Regions from separate parts of the Gossypium hirsutum genome. Here region 1 is linked to region 2. A link is a contact called in public Hi-C data. All regions are on one chromosome and are shown on one strand. Each heading gives the region's core, a stretch centred on a gene start, on an enhancer-like site or on the middle of the called end of the contact. The rest is flanking DNA. Distances are from core to core; before and after follow the strand shown.

What was found. A called contact is a pair of places that touch in the nucleus more often than the background predicts.
Region 1: a contact with region 2 is called in a Hi-C map of leaf, with 2.6 times the contacts expected there. The contact joins the promoter of LOC107895015 here to the enhancer-like site in region 2. A contact is called at or near these places in 4 of 34 Hi-C or Micro-C datasets (callus, leaf and petal).

The regions. Positions count from the first base shown.
Region 1 is chrD13:34,079,862-34,086,404 of Gossypium_hirsutum_v2.1, reverse strand. LOC107895015 reads left to right here and starts at 2,280. Exons shown (of 3, transcript XM_041108848.1): 1 at 2,280-5,231; 2 at 5,318-5,434; 3 at 5,524-6,543. The coding sequence starts at 4,419. The coding sequence ends at 6,387. It overlaps LOC107895019 (50S ribosomal protein L18), which reads left to right. Exons shown (of 3, transcript XM_016820204.2): 2 at 169-299; 3 at 1,441-1,985. The coding sequence starts at 186. The coding sequence ends at 1,893.
Region 2 is chrD13:33,715,261-33,721,871 of Gossypium_hirsutum_v2.1, reverse strand. No RefSeq gene overlaps it. Among protein-coding and RNA genes, the nearest start is that of LOC107918818, 14 kb to the right of the region's middle. Within about 2 kb of position 3,536, at least 4 of the 9 cell types and tissues checked have an H3K27ac peak or open chromatin away from gene starts, as enhancers often do. A contact at or near this core is called in leaf, where this site is marked.

The DNA of each region.
Region 1 (6,543 bases), core at 1,031-3,530, 370 kb before region 2:
CGTCTTCATCTCCCTTTCATTTATTCTACCAAAAGCGCCTCTTACTTGTCATTTTTTTCCTCACATATCGTGCAAGACTCATTTTTCTTTCTTTATGCTCTAGTCTTAACAATGCACTTCAACTGTTCGATATAATGCTTCTTTATACAATTTGTTTCTGGTTTTCAGGGGGTGTTGTCTGTAAGATGTTGAAGCAAGCGATATGGAAGGTGTTGAGCAAAAGGGTAGTTTCAGAGTCTGGTGATAAACTTCTTTTGCCTTGCTTGTATTTGCCCACGACTTCTTTTCACGCTGGACAGGTAGGTACTTTTTTTTTTCTTTTACTTTTACTTCAGTTTTTTTTATGGATACCCAATTCGTTTCTCCTTCGATATTTTTCAATTAAAACCAGAACCATTAACCATTGTTTTACAGAGATTGTGTTCATAGTTTGATATTTCAAGAAACAAAACATGAAAAATCTTATTTTGCAACTTGTTTTGGCAAAGTCCTTTATGAGCGTGACGAATAAAAGAATTGAACTGGTGTTGACTGAAATAAGACTAAATGCTCCTCGATAGCAAAGTAGTACCATGAGAAAATGAACCCTGTGGAGAGTGAAATAGAACATGAAGTCATGTGCTTGGAGCCCAGGGCTCTGACCGCGTGCCTGTTGAAGAAATTATGATGCTAGTAATGTTCCAAAAAAGGGTGGACTGGAGAGATTTAAAACTTATTGTAACATCTACCCATACGGCAAACTTAAAGTAAAGTATGGCCTGCATTAGGGGTTTGAAAATGGTGGAGAAGAAAATTTGAAAGATAGAGAGGGAATACATAAGCTCTGTTCGTGCATCTTTGTTTTGTTGACCTGTTGATTCAAAGAAAATCGTGTAAATCTAGTTAGATGATGTATATAAGCTGTTCATTTATTTGATTTGTTAATTGGAAGGAAGTTGTGTAAATCTAGTTGAAAGGTTCAACTTTTCCAGAAAAATACCTGCTTCATTCCTTCTTCCTATTTCTTTTTGCTTAATCTGCATGCATATAACTCTGTTTACATCAAATCTCAACCCCATCATCTGTCCAATTCATATTATCAATCTATGCTTATATGCCTAAGATGCAATGTGCAAAAAATAAAAGCATTGGCTTGTTGAACTAAGGTGCAATATGCATATATGTGTGTGTTTGATAATGAAGTCTAAAGAGTAGTCCAATTTTTCCGCAAAACATGCAAAATTTTCTTTTTCTTTTGTCGGCCAAAATGCATGATTTCCTTATAGTCTCATGTTTATTGTTGAATGCTCAAATATTGAGAAGTGTATAGTTTGATATTATCCCTTTTTTAGTGATATTATCCCTTTATCTGGGTTCGAGGCCCACTGGTGCCGAAGTGTTGCTTCATTAGCTTGTGAAGTTCAGAGTTGCAGACTTTATACAACATTTTCCCTTGTACAGGTTCATTGTTCACCAAGAAGTTTTTTTGGGGTAGAGGATTTTCTTGATGATGATAATAGCAAGCCATACACTTATCAGAAAGGAAAAAAGTCGAAGAATCCGAACAAGCATGTCTCATTTAAACAACGGACCGAAGCCTACATGGAACCATTTACACTCGATGTCTTCATCTCGAAGCGGTTTGTTTCCGCTTCTGTCACACATAGGGTGACATGTAAGCAAGTTGCAGTCGCAGGCACAAACTCGAAAGACATTAAAGCAGTACTGAGATCCAGATCGGACATTCCGGCTTGCTTGGCAATCGGGCGGATATTAGCTGAGAGAGCGAGAGAAGCCGATGTGTATACAGCTTCTTATACTCCCAGGGAGAGGGACAAATTCGAAGGCAAAATCAGAGCTGTGGTTCAATCCCTCATTGATAATGGAATTGATATTAAAGTTTATCTTGATTGAATGATTTGAATTATTGATCTTTACACTCTTTACCCAAACCTTTTGAAAGATATTTGTGTTATTTAATTAAGCTTGTGAATATGCTTGACTGATGTATTTCTCTCTCATTTCTATTTACATTTTGATTTTATACCTCCAAATGAGATGCTTGTAATTGCAAATTGTGTGGGTTTATGCTTGGAAATAAGCTTGAATTCTTAGTGCTTGATTCTAGTAGCTTCTAAGCTTAATTGGTATAAATTAAAATATAAAAATTTATGGTATTTTGAATTTTAATCTTAATATAAAAATATAAAACAGTTTCAAAATAATATTTATTATTTTATAAAATATTTGATATTTGGTTAAGATATATATATTCTCAAAGAAAATAAGAAACACATCTATTGATTAAACTTTGCTTAGTTGAAGTGGATTTTTACTTAGTTAACACAGATTTATATTCCATATTTTTTGTAAGAGCAATACACATAAAGGGTATTCTAGTAAGTCACAAAAGGGTTGTTCGATATCTTCAATAGGGTACGCTTCCTAGAAGTTTCCCCAATTCACAACCCTAACATGTTTCTCTAATCAGACTTCAATCCAGGTCTTTTTTTTTCTTTTTTTCCTTTTGCGGAATGTAATTTTATTTTCTCTCTTCTGTTTGGTTGTGGAGAAAAAAAAAGGGCATGTGACGGACTTTTTAGAAATCTTTTGTTCTCTGGTTTTCTTTCCTTATTTTCAAAAAAAAAAAAGTTGTTGATTTTGATTGGTTGCTATTGTTTATTCCCCTCCGAAAATTTATCAGTCTCTAAACGATTATTGATGATCTAATTTGATATCTGTGCAACGAGATGAAACGTATTAACAGTGAGCTTTACCTTTTGGGGGTACTGAGGAAGCCGTTTAGAATGAAACGAGTTATTTGGATTTGAAATTGAAGAATTTGTAGTAGATTTGTGTGGATAATGTGATGTTTGGTGAGAGAGAAAGCTAGCATTAGGTTCCTTTTAAGCTCCAAGTAGGAGAAAAGAAGGGAAAATTTTCTTCTCTTTGACAATGTTCTCTTCATCCTGTTCCATTTCCAACTTATAACTTTACATATTTATATTGCATTTCTTTGGTATTGACGATGAGGGTGTTCTTAATTTCTCGGGGCATTGAAGAAGACATTTAGAATGAAAAATGAGTTATTTAGAATTGAAATTGAGAATGTTTATTAGATTTGAGGAAAATGGTGGAAGGGAAGAAAGAGGTTAAAGGAGATGGTTCTATGCCGTTTGTTACTTTTATGTCCCTGGATAATGTGATGTCTTGTGAGAGAGAAAGTTAAGAAACTTCAGTTTTCTGCAGTTAAGTTTCTTCTAAGTACTAAGTAGGAGAAAAGAAGGAAAAAAAAATCTCATTTTTGTGTTCATCCTGTTCCAAGTCCAACTTATAGCTTTAAATATTTTATTGCTTTGCTTTGGTATTGACAATTAGGAAGTTCTTAATTTTTGAAGCAAACATTTAGAATAAAAATGAGTTATTTAGAACTGAAATTGAGAAGTTTTGTAGATTTCTGAAAATTGGTGGAAGGGAAGAAAAGATTTAAATGAGATATGTTATTCTATACTGTTGTTACTATCTTTTATATCCCCGGTTAATGTAGTATTTGGTGAGAAAGAAAATGGAGAAACTTCAATTTTCCGCTGTTAAGTTCCTTCTTAGTTCTAAGTAGGAGAAAAGAAGGGACTTTCTATGTTTTCATGTCAACTTTTCACAGTTGTATTGTTTGCTGTGGTTTTGACCTTAGCAAGTTTTTATCTTTGATTGGTGCAAATGCATGGATGATTGAGAGGAAGTTATAGCAAACAATGTTTGACTCGATATGGGTTTTACTGGTGAATATACCAGAGGTGTTTGGGACTTTCTATGTTTTCATGTCTGCTTTTGAGCCAGTTTTATAAATCAAGCACCATCACTAGGTGGGACCACTACTTCTCTTGCTCAAATGTTCCTAAGTATAAGAAAACTGGGAGAAGTCTCTCATTTTCAGTGATATTTTTCTTCATCCTGTTCCAATCCTAGTTAAAACTTTACATATCTTATTGCTTTGCTTATAGACCTTAGGAAGTTCTTAATTTTGATTGGTACAAGGGCATGACAAGAAGACATTATAGCAAATTGATATATTTTTTAATTTCAATATGGATTTTTTCCAGTAAATACACTAGTATTTGGGGGCAGACTATATTTCTGTGTCTACTTTAGAAATCAGGCTCTACTGCTAAGAGAGACCATGAAGTTTCTTGCACAAATGTTTCTAGTTTCTGTAACCGTATTCATCCAATATTTATGTTAAAATATGCAATTTACATATACGGTAAAGTGGATACGGCTTTTAATAAATAAAAACCAGTTTATTCCATATGTTCTTTTTTCTCAAGAAGTTTATTTCCTGTGCTTGACTGGCTCTAGACATTCCCAAACTGCTCTTATCTGCTTGATTGTTAATTTGACCAGGAAAACAATTGGCTTCTATCACTCTGTGGGTGTTGACCATGGAGCAAGAAAATAACAAAAATGAAGGTGACAGTGCTGGAGTAGGTTTGGCACTATCACAAGCATCTGAAAAGAGAAGCTCAAATTTATCAAAGGCCAAATCTGACATTGCAAAGTCGATGGCCAGGAATTTCTTGAAGACAAGAAAAGCCACTCATACTTCTGAGGATCGGAGGAGAAATCGAAAGAAGAAAAATAAGAGTTTATCAGAAGGTAGTAAAGCAACTGAAAGTGATGCTAAGAAGCAAAATTCAAGGGAAGAAAACCCACAAAAGGATGCTACCACCAGTATGGTGCATGTAGAGAATAGCCGGCAGATCGAAAAGAATGAAGAAAATACATATGGGTCAGGTGGCAAGGAAAAGAGTAGTAAGTTAAGTCAAAGTTCCAGAAAGCGAAGAAGGGGAGGGGGGCCTGGTCTTTTGAATAAGAACTGGAAGAATGAAGAGAAGCTGAGAGGTAACAAAAGGAGAAAATGGAATGAGCAGATGGAAAAGCGCAGGATTTCAGAGAATAATAACAAGAATAAAGAAAAAAATGATGGTAAGGGAAAGAAACAAGAAAATAAGATGAAAGAAAGGATTGATGGTCTAATATTTCCGTGCAATGCAAAGACCAAGCCCGATTGTTTCCGGTACCGTGTAATGGGGGTATCAAATGGTAAAAAAGATCTTGTGTTGGGTATCAGACGAGGGCTTAAGCTTTTTCTATATGATTATGACCTCAAACTTATGTATGGGGTTTATAAAGCATCCGCTTTTGGTGGCATGAAACTTGAGCCCGAGGCTTTTGGTGGGGCTTTCCCTGCTCAGGTACCATTTCAGTATAGCCATCTTCCTCTAGTTACAACTCTTCCTCTTCACCCAAGAGATTTATGTACCAATGACATCTTTTTCAGGTGCGGTTCAGCGTCCATGCTGATTGTTTTCCTCTGGCAGAAAGCATATTCAAGAAGCCAATCAAGGAAAATTATAATAAAAATAACAAATTCAAAACTGAACTTACTGCTAGACAAGTGAGGAGTAGTATTCTTACCTGGCAGTTTGGTGTTGCTAGTTTCCTTTCATATTTTGGCTTTAACGACATCTGAATTTTTCCTTTCAGGTTTGGAAACTCACTAAATTGTTCCAACCTGTTGCAGTTCATTCAACTGCACTGCCTGTCCACTCTCCTCCATCAAGGGCAGCAGCTCGAATCCGTGAACACCCAAATAGGGAAGCTCATGATAGACTAAGGGAAGCAAGGCCCCCTTCAGACAGAGAAGCATCTGCTAGAGATCCTTATGCCAATATCAGTGCCAGAAGTTATTGTGTTTTATCTCATGAAAGGGATCGACAAATTACGTATGGAGAGTTAGCATCTGCTCGGAGGGAGGACATTCATCGTGATTTATACCTTAATGAGAATGATTATGGGGCTTATGGTTTTCAGGGAGAGAGAAGAAACTCGAGATTTCAGCCTCATATGGCTCCTAGATTAGGATCTTACCATAGAGATTATAATGAGCAGCCTTTATGTCAACCAGAGATGGCATACAGGGAATCTGTGCCAATTCAGAGAAATATAATTCCCTCTGATCCTCTTTACTTGCCTCAGAGAGAGTATCGGTCTTATGATTTGGGAGCTACACAAGCAATGCAATCAACCCTTACTGCAGCAACTGCAAATACATCTGTGGCTGCTGCTTCTACCTTGGATTCCTATGCTACAGATCCATACTATAGTCAATACTATGGTGGTTCAATAGACTCATACCTGCCACGTTCAGGTGGAGAGACACACCTAATAGAGAGTGATCATTTGAGGAGAGAAAACAACCAAGTGGATAGATTGTATTTAACATATGCTTCCGATGCTTTAGCCGATTACAACCAGATGCAACGACATCATGATGTTAAGCCTGTGCCTGCGTCTACATCAGTTTCATACCGCTACTCTTTTACAGGTGCATCTTTTTCATATCTGTGAGAGCCGGAGTTTGAGTATCTGCGCCCCTTATCCCTAACTTGGAGACGGTCATGAATTTCAGTTCATGACTTATTTTAGCCTGTTATTTGCATGCAACCTGTTGAATTTAAACAGGCAGCTGTGATAAATAGTTTATCATGAATGTTTAGCAGAGAG
Region 2 (6,611 bases), core at 2,287-4,786:
CCCCTTTCTTTCTTTTTCCTATAGTGTCACAGATACTAGCTTGGGTTAGAGATCGTCGGAGATTCTATCACACTATCAAGCTATTGATCGGTATCATCGTATTCAAGTACTTTAAGTTTATGGCATGAATAGGGGCTCAGTCATTTTGTATATGAGTTATTATGTTTTGGCCAAATGTTTTGGCTTGTAATGGTTAAAGGTTTGATTTATGTGTAGTCACATAACTTGGCTTATATTGGCTAATTGGTTGTAAGCCTATGTATATATATTACTTATATGTCAAAGTTTGGTGATGTGAGTTGTGTTTGCATGATACATGATGAGTTGTGGGACCCTCATTTGTTGATGATGTCATAAGCAAAGAGTTACACGGGCTGAGGACACGAGCGTGTCTCGAGCCATATGTACGTGTGATCCTTCAAAACATGAAAATTTTCTTAGTGTTCCAAAGTTTTTGATTTAGTTTTGAACCACTTCCAACTTATGTTTAGGGCCTCGTAGGCCATTATAAGGGACAATATGCATGTGTATAAATAGTTTTAAATTGAATGAAATTTAATGGCCCAGTTTTGTATGGTTACTTGTGTTAAGACCAGTAATGCCTCGTATCCTATCTTGGCGTCAGACACAGGTAAGGGGTGTTACAAGAAACGCCACCAGAGCCACCTTTAAAGGCCTAATGGGCTACCTAGATCCACCGAACAAGAGCAGACCACCATGTGCGAACGACCACCACCTAGGTTCACCAAAACGAACATCTTGCACCACGATCGGAGCAGAGAAGCCACCGTACTCTCGATCAAAATAATAATAACAATGTTGCACTAAGTGACCATAATGTCCATAGATTTGGCATTGAATCTGGAGCTAAAACCTTTGCCCAATAGCAGGGATTTAAATTGCGGTCGCGGTCACGTTTTCGGTCGCGTCGCGTTTGTCGCGGTCGTGGACATAACGGACGCTATTGCGGTCACTGCGGGTATCGCGATCGTGATTTTTTTTCAAATTCGCACAACTTATTTGTAAAACATAGTAATTATAATTATAATTATAAAAATTCACTTTTAATGATTTTAGAATGTTTTCTAGCACTTATAAATCTTTATTAATATGATATGAGAACACAACTTTATATATGAAGTCCATGTCATATTAAAAATTGTGTCCAGAAATTTATATATATATATTTAAATTTAATAAAGAAATTTTCAAATAATTATTTTAAGACAAATTTTAACAATGGATAGGTGGATAAAAGCACAATTTACATGCCTATTTTCTAGTGGTTAAAATGGACGGTGGCTGCCCCTAATTAATGAGTAAAACAAGAGTCAAAGAAGAAACAAAACAGAGCAGCATGCCAATTGCCAATAAAGCCACAAACAAAAACAAAAACAGAAAAATTAAAAGAAAATGAAACGATTCTTTCTATTCCCTAACCCTAACCAGTAGCCTCCAAGGCTCCAAGCCTCCAACTCATCAGACTATCAAAAAAATGGTCGAATCTCTACTGCTGTTGAAACTTGAAAGTGTGAAAAACCAAGTAAAGGAATACTGGCTTAGAACTTAGAAGGGCTGAGAAAGAACTGGAAGAAACCTAGAAGTACTTCGAAGAGGAAATAGATGGGTTTGCTTTTCAGATTCAAGTCCTCGGCAGTTGGCTCGGCTCCTTGCTTTCATCTGCTGCTTGTTGTTTGCCCATATATAAGAAACAGAATTTCATATTTCTTTTTCTATTGGTTTTGAGTTTTGATTACTTTTTTTGTTTCTTTGACTTCTTTTTACTTTTTTTTTTATTGAAAGCTCTCTGATTTTGCACTTTGCAGGTGGGGGAATATATTCCCTTTTGTTTTTCACTGTTTCTGTCGATTTTTGTTTGAGGGGATGACTTTTTTTTTAAAATTTACTGTAACGGAAAATAACAGGAATAGCGGCCCGTTATTGCCGCAATTGGCCGTTACCCGTTAAGTTGCGGCCGCGACCCACCGCTATTGGCGTGACTCCGCTTCACACCGCTATTTTCAGCAAAAGCGGTTTCGAACGGTGCCGCTACCGCTATATAACGGCCGCTATTCTGATATCGGCCCGCTATTTGAATCCCTGCCCAAGAGTAGATGAAGACGAATGACCACCACGCACGGTGTCAACCACCAGGGTCGACGAAGTAGACTCAACAAGATTCATAAGAAACGACGCTTCTGTTGCCACACGATTTTGGCGGTTCCTAAATTCTAGAAGAGCATCGACAAGTTTTTGTAGTGGAAGAGACTCGGTCAAGAATGATGCAAGAGTTAAAATAGTATCAAACTTCGATGAGATTCCGGCAAGTATTATTTCCACCTTCTCCACCTCGAGAACTGCAGATCCAGAGGCCTCAAGAAGCGCACAAGTATTTTTTATTTTCGCTATATAATTTTTGACTGACATGGTTCCTTTCTTGATTGAATGAAGGTCGTGCCGGATTTGAGATATTTTTGCTCCAGTAGCAGCAGTAAAAAAGTGATTGGCCGTGCTCCAAACGTCACAAGCAGATTTCACTGATGTAAAACAAGACAACAGAGGAGAACTAATAGTAGAGAGAGAAGCCAATAAGCAAGAAGCTTATCTTGCTGAAGGAAAACAAAAGCATCAGGATTTGGAGTGAGAACGCCGTCCGGAGAGGAGATGAATCGAGGCGGAGCAGGTAACGTCCCTTCTAAATATCCGAGTAACTTGTATCCCTCAACTATTAACTGTATATGCTGCTACCATTGTACGAAACTACATTCATCCAATTTCACCGTGTCATGCCTAGGAAAAGTCTGAACCAATCGAACGCCAGAGAGTGCAGGACTGCCACGATCAGCAGCAGTAGAGTCAATGGAATTTGCCATGGACGTAGTGAGAAGAACCTCCAAGAACGTTAGGCGACTGATACCATGTTAGTAAGTACAGAAATGAAGAAATTCAAAAGGAGAAATACAAAATAAATGTGAATGAAACAAATGGATATTCTGATATTCTTGGTTGATTTGATCAGTACATTAGTAGGTCTTATATACAAAAGGAAGACTAACTGCTATTAACAAACTCTACTAACAGACTATTAGTTTGTATAACAAATTGCTTAACAACCTATCTTATCCTATACATAACATTGCAAGATGGGTTCCGTATTTGTCAACTTAAGCATGGTTTTTGGGATATCAACAGAGTGGCATATATGTTGGCCACAGAAGGACTTCAAAAAGGGGAACATTGGGACATGAGGATTGCTTTACCTGAGAATATAGCAATGGAGGTGGAGAAGGATCGAAGGGGGGTCTCTGCACACTAGGCCAATGAGTGTCAAAGAAGAAAGCTTGAAGCATGAGAATCGAATAGAGGAAAGAAGAGCAGATAAAAGGTTGGGAAAAATTAAAAGGAAAGTATTTACTTATGATGTTTATGATTTTTAACATCTGCTTGTTCAGGAGTCGAGTAGGTTTAATGATGCCTGATGTTGTCTTTAATAGACCCTAGAGCATACTTCTTTTGTTTTTGTTGGATTGTCGTCTGTTGGGGTTTTGTTATTTTTCTGTTTTGGGCTTTATGCATTGGGGCTTTGTTTTTTTTTTTTGTTAAGTTTGCTTTGTCTGTGTTTTGGACATTTATGTTTGGGTTTCTTATTTCCAATAAAATCCTGCTGAAAATTTATTCAAAAAAAAAATGGGTGGATGATAATTAAGATTTAACCATGAAATAAGGTAAAAGTAGACGTGACGTATAAAAAGGAAGGCCATCATTCCACGTGTCCACAGGTAAAATCTCTAGATGTTACTATTATAGATATAACTATACCATATTCAAAATCATCCAATAGAAAGGGCATAGATGGAGAAAATATAAAACAATGCATATACTAACACGAGTAAAAACTTAACGAACTAAATAACCTCAAGTTTGGCTTTTACAATAAATCTTGAACAATAACTTTTTTTTTTGGTATAACTGTCTTTTTTATTTAAAGTGTGAGTATAAAATATTGTTTGGACCAAAAGTAATATTTAAGTCAAATTGTTTTAATAATATTAATTGCTAAAAATGAATTTTGTTAAAATACTTTTAAAAAAATTACTACTACTTCTTCCAACCATTTATTCATTTAGACAAACTATTTTTAATTTCGATTGAGATTAATTCAATTTCAAATTAAATAATTACTACTAAATTTCTGGAAAGATCAAAGGTATATATACTTCAAATGTTTAAAATCTATTAACAATTGTCAACAATCTCTTAGCCTAATTGTAAGAGTATTATGTTGTAGGAATGAAAACTTGAAATAAAACACAATCAACCTTATTCTTTGCCCCCAATTATAAAAAAACCCATTAACAATTATTTACTTTTTTTTCTCTATCTAAGGCTCCCCTCATATGAGTGATGAGTTTGACTCTAGTGAGATAGTGGTAGTGAGAATAATTACGATTACAATGAGCTTAAATTTAGTAATATGATTTTTTTATTTAAATGCAGTTGTAGCGATGAGGTGAGAATAGACAAATATTATTAAAGATATTATGAAATGAAAATGTGTGTACATATATTAATATATAATAAATTATCAAAATTTATTTTAAATTTAATAATAAAATTATATTTATATTTATTCTATTTATAATTAAAAATATTAATACTATATTTATATTAAAAGTTATATTATTAAAAACATGATTATATCAAATTATATATTTATACTTCCTATTATTTTTTTAACAAATACTTATTATTATTTAAAGCTTTGACTGAGTTGGTGTCACCTTCAACCAGGTCCCAACTCAGTTGTGAAATTACCAAAAGCTCAATATTTATATAAAGTAACAAATCTAAATTTGCAGGTATTCCCCTCATTTCACATATACTTTAGAAAATACATGTAACCTTTCCAATCTGGCCTAAACGTTAAACCCGAATTCGGAAGATTACATTAGTCACCAAGATGACCCAATTAGCTATCAAAATTTTATAAACTGTCAATTTAAAATATTTGTTTATTTTAGAAGTAAACTTAGTTAAATACCGATTCATTTATTACTCAAGATTTTTAATTATAGTTTAACAACAAAAAAGTGATATCTATTTATGTTTTTAATAAAAACCGAGAATCATGCAAACTAATTAATATTCATAATTCAATATCCTTAAATTAAATTAAATGACATGCAAGCTAAAAAACCCAAATCTTATATCTTATGCCACAATTCAAATTAAAATAATACAATATCTAAATATTAAAAATCTCAAATAAAGAACCTAAAATATTTCAATAGATAAAACTATAACACGCCAAACTCGATCCCTAAGAAGGACCCAAGTATGATGTGCCACTACATAGAAATCATCCATATTTAAAATTGTTTCTAGCGAAAATTTTGTATAATTTGCAATGTTTGAATTAAACCTTTAATAAAATATTATAATAAAGTATTAGCCAAATGACGTATAAACTTCAATAAGATAATTTTATTAAAACATTGTTGAACAATCATAAATTTCAATCACAATTCCATCTCAAAATACAAATAGACACCACCCCCCATATGCCATGCATAGTACAAATAAACAGATGTCTCACAGCAGCAGATATCCTCTAGCGTAGTCCTTCAAAAAGTCTTCCTTCAACAGTAGGCCTAAGAAGAAAAAAAGTAATAGGGTAAGTTCAAAAGAACTTAGTGAGTTCCTTAGAGATCTTAAGCAGAATACAAATAACACAATCCAATCTTTCAAAGGAATCACTCAACATTTCAGAGTACGCCCAAAGGCGTATACAAAACTTAGACAGACTCGGTACGCCAATGGCGTGTCACATAGGCGAATACTATACACTAATACAACAAAACTCAGACATTCCATTTTCATACTAGCCACATACCCAAAGCTCAAAGTTAGATTCATATCAGATGTTTCTGTTTCATTTATATACATTTTCTCCTTATAGCTCCTAATTTAGAATCATTCAGTAGCATGTTCAGTTGTGTTATGTCAATCCGAACTGCACTATATATTTGCCCTACCGGAGGCTACACAACGTGTTTCCTTTAACTCCATTTCTATAGATCATTTCATATAATATCATTCATTTCAGAAGCAAATGGTAGTGGCTTAACATGAAAATGACCCATACTTCTTTCCCCAGACATATAGAACTCAAACTAATAACTCTAGACAGACAATCATTATTCACACACACACATACATTGATCATCCTTTACAGAGTAAGAATACTTAACTTACAATATTATAAAATAAAGATAATCACAACACATGGAATTAAGAAGGAACTCATCAGAAAATAACAAGGTCTAAATAGCAGGTCCTTTGCCTTTGTCACTCAGACCTTCTATAATGTCTTGAGCTAAGAATAATATTATTTAAACATATCAAATTACTATTTCATCGGATTTAAACATGTATGCACGAAACATTAACACTTAGCCCAAAACCAAGAAGTTTCCTTCCTTACATACCAGTCTGAAACTTATACATGTAGAATTGAAAGCACGTAAATAACCTTAAAAATTACCTAGGGTTCATCAATAATTACCAAATAACTATGGAAAACATATAAGTTGGCTGACTACAACGAACCC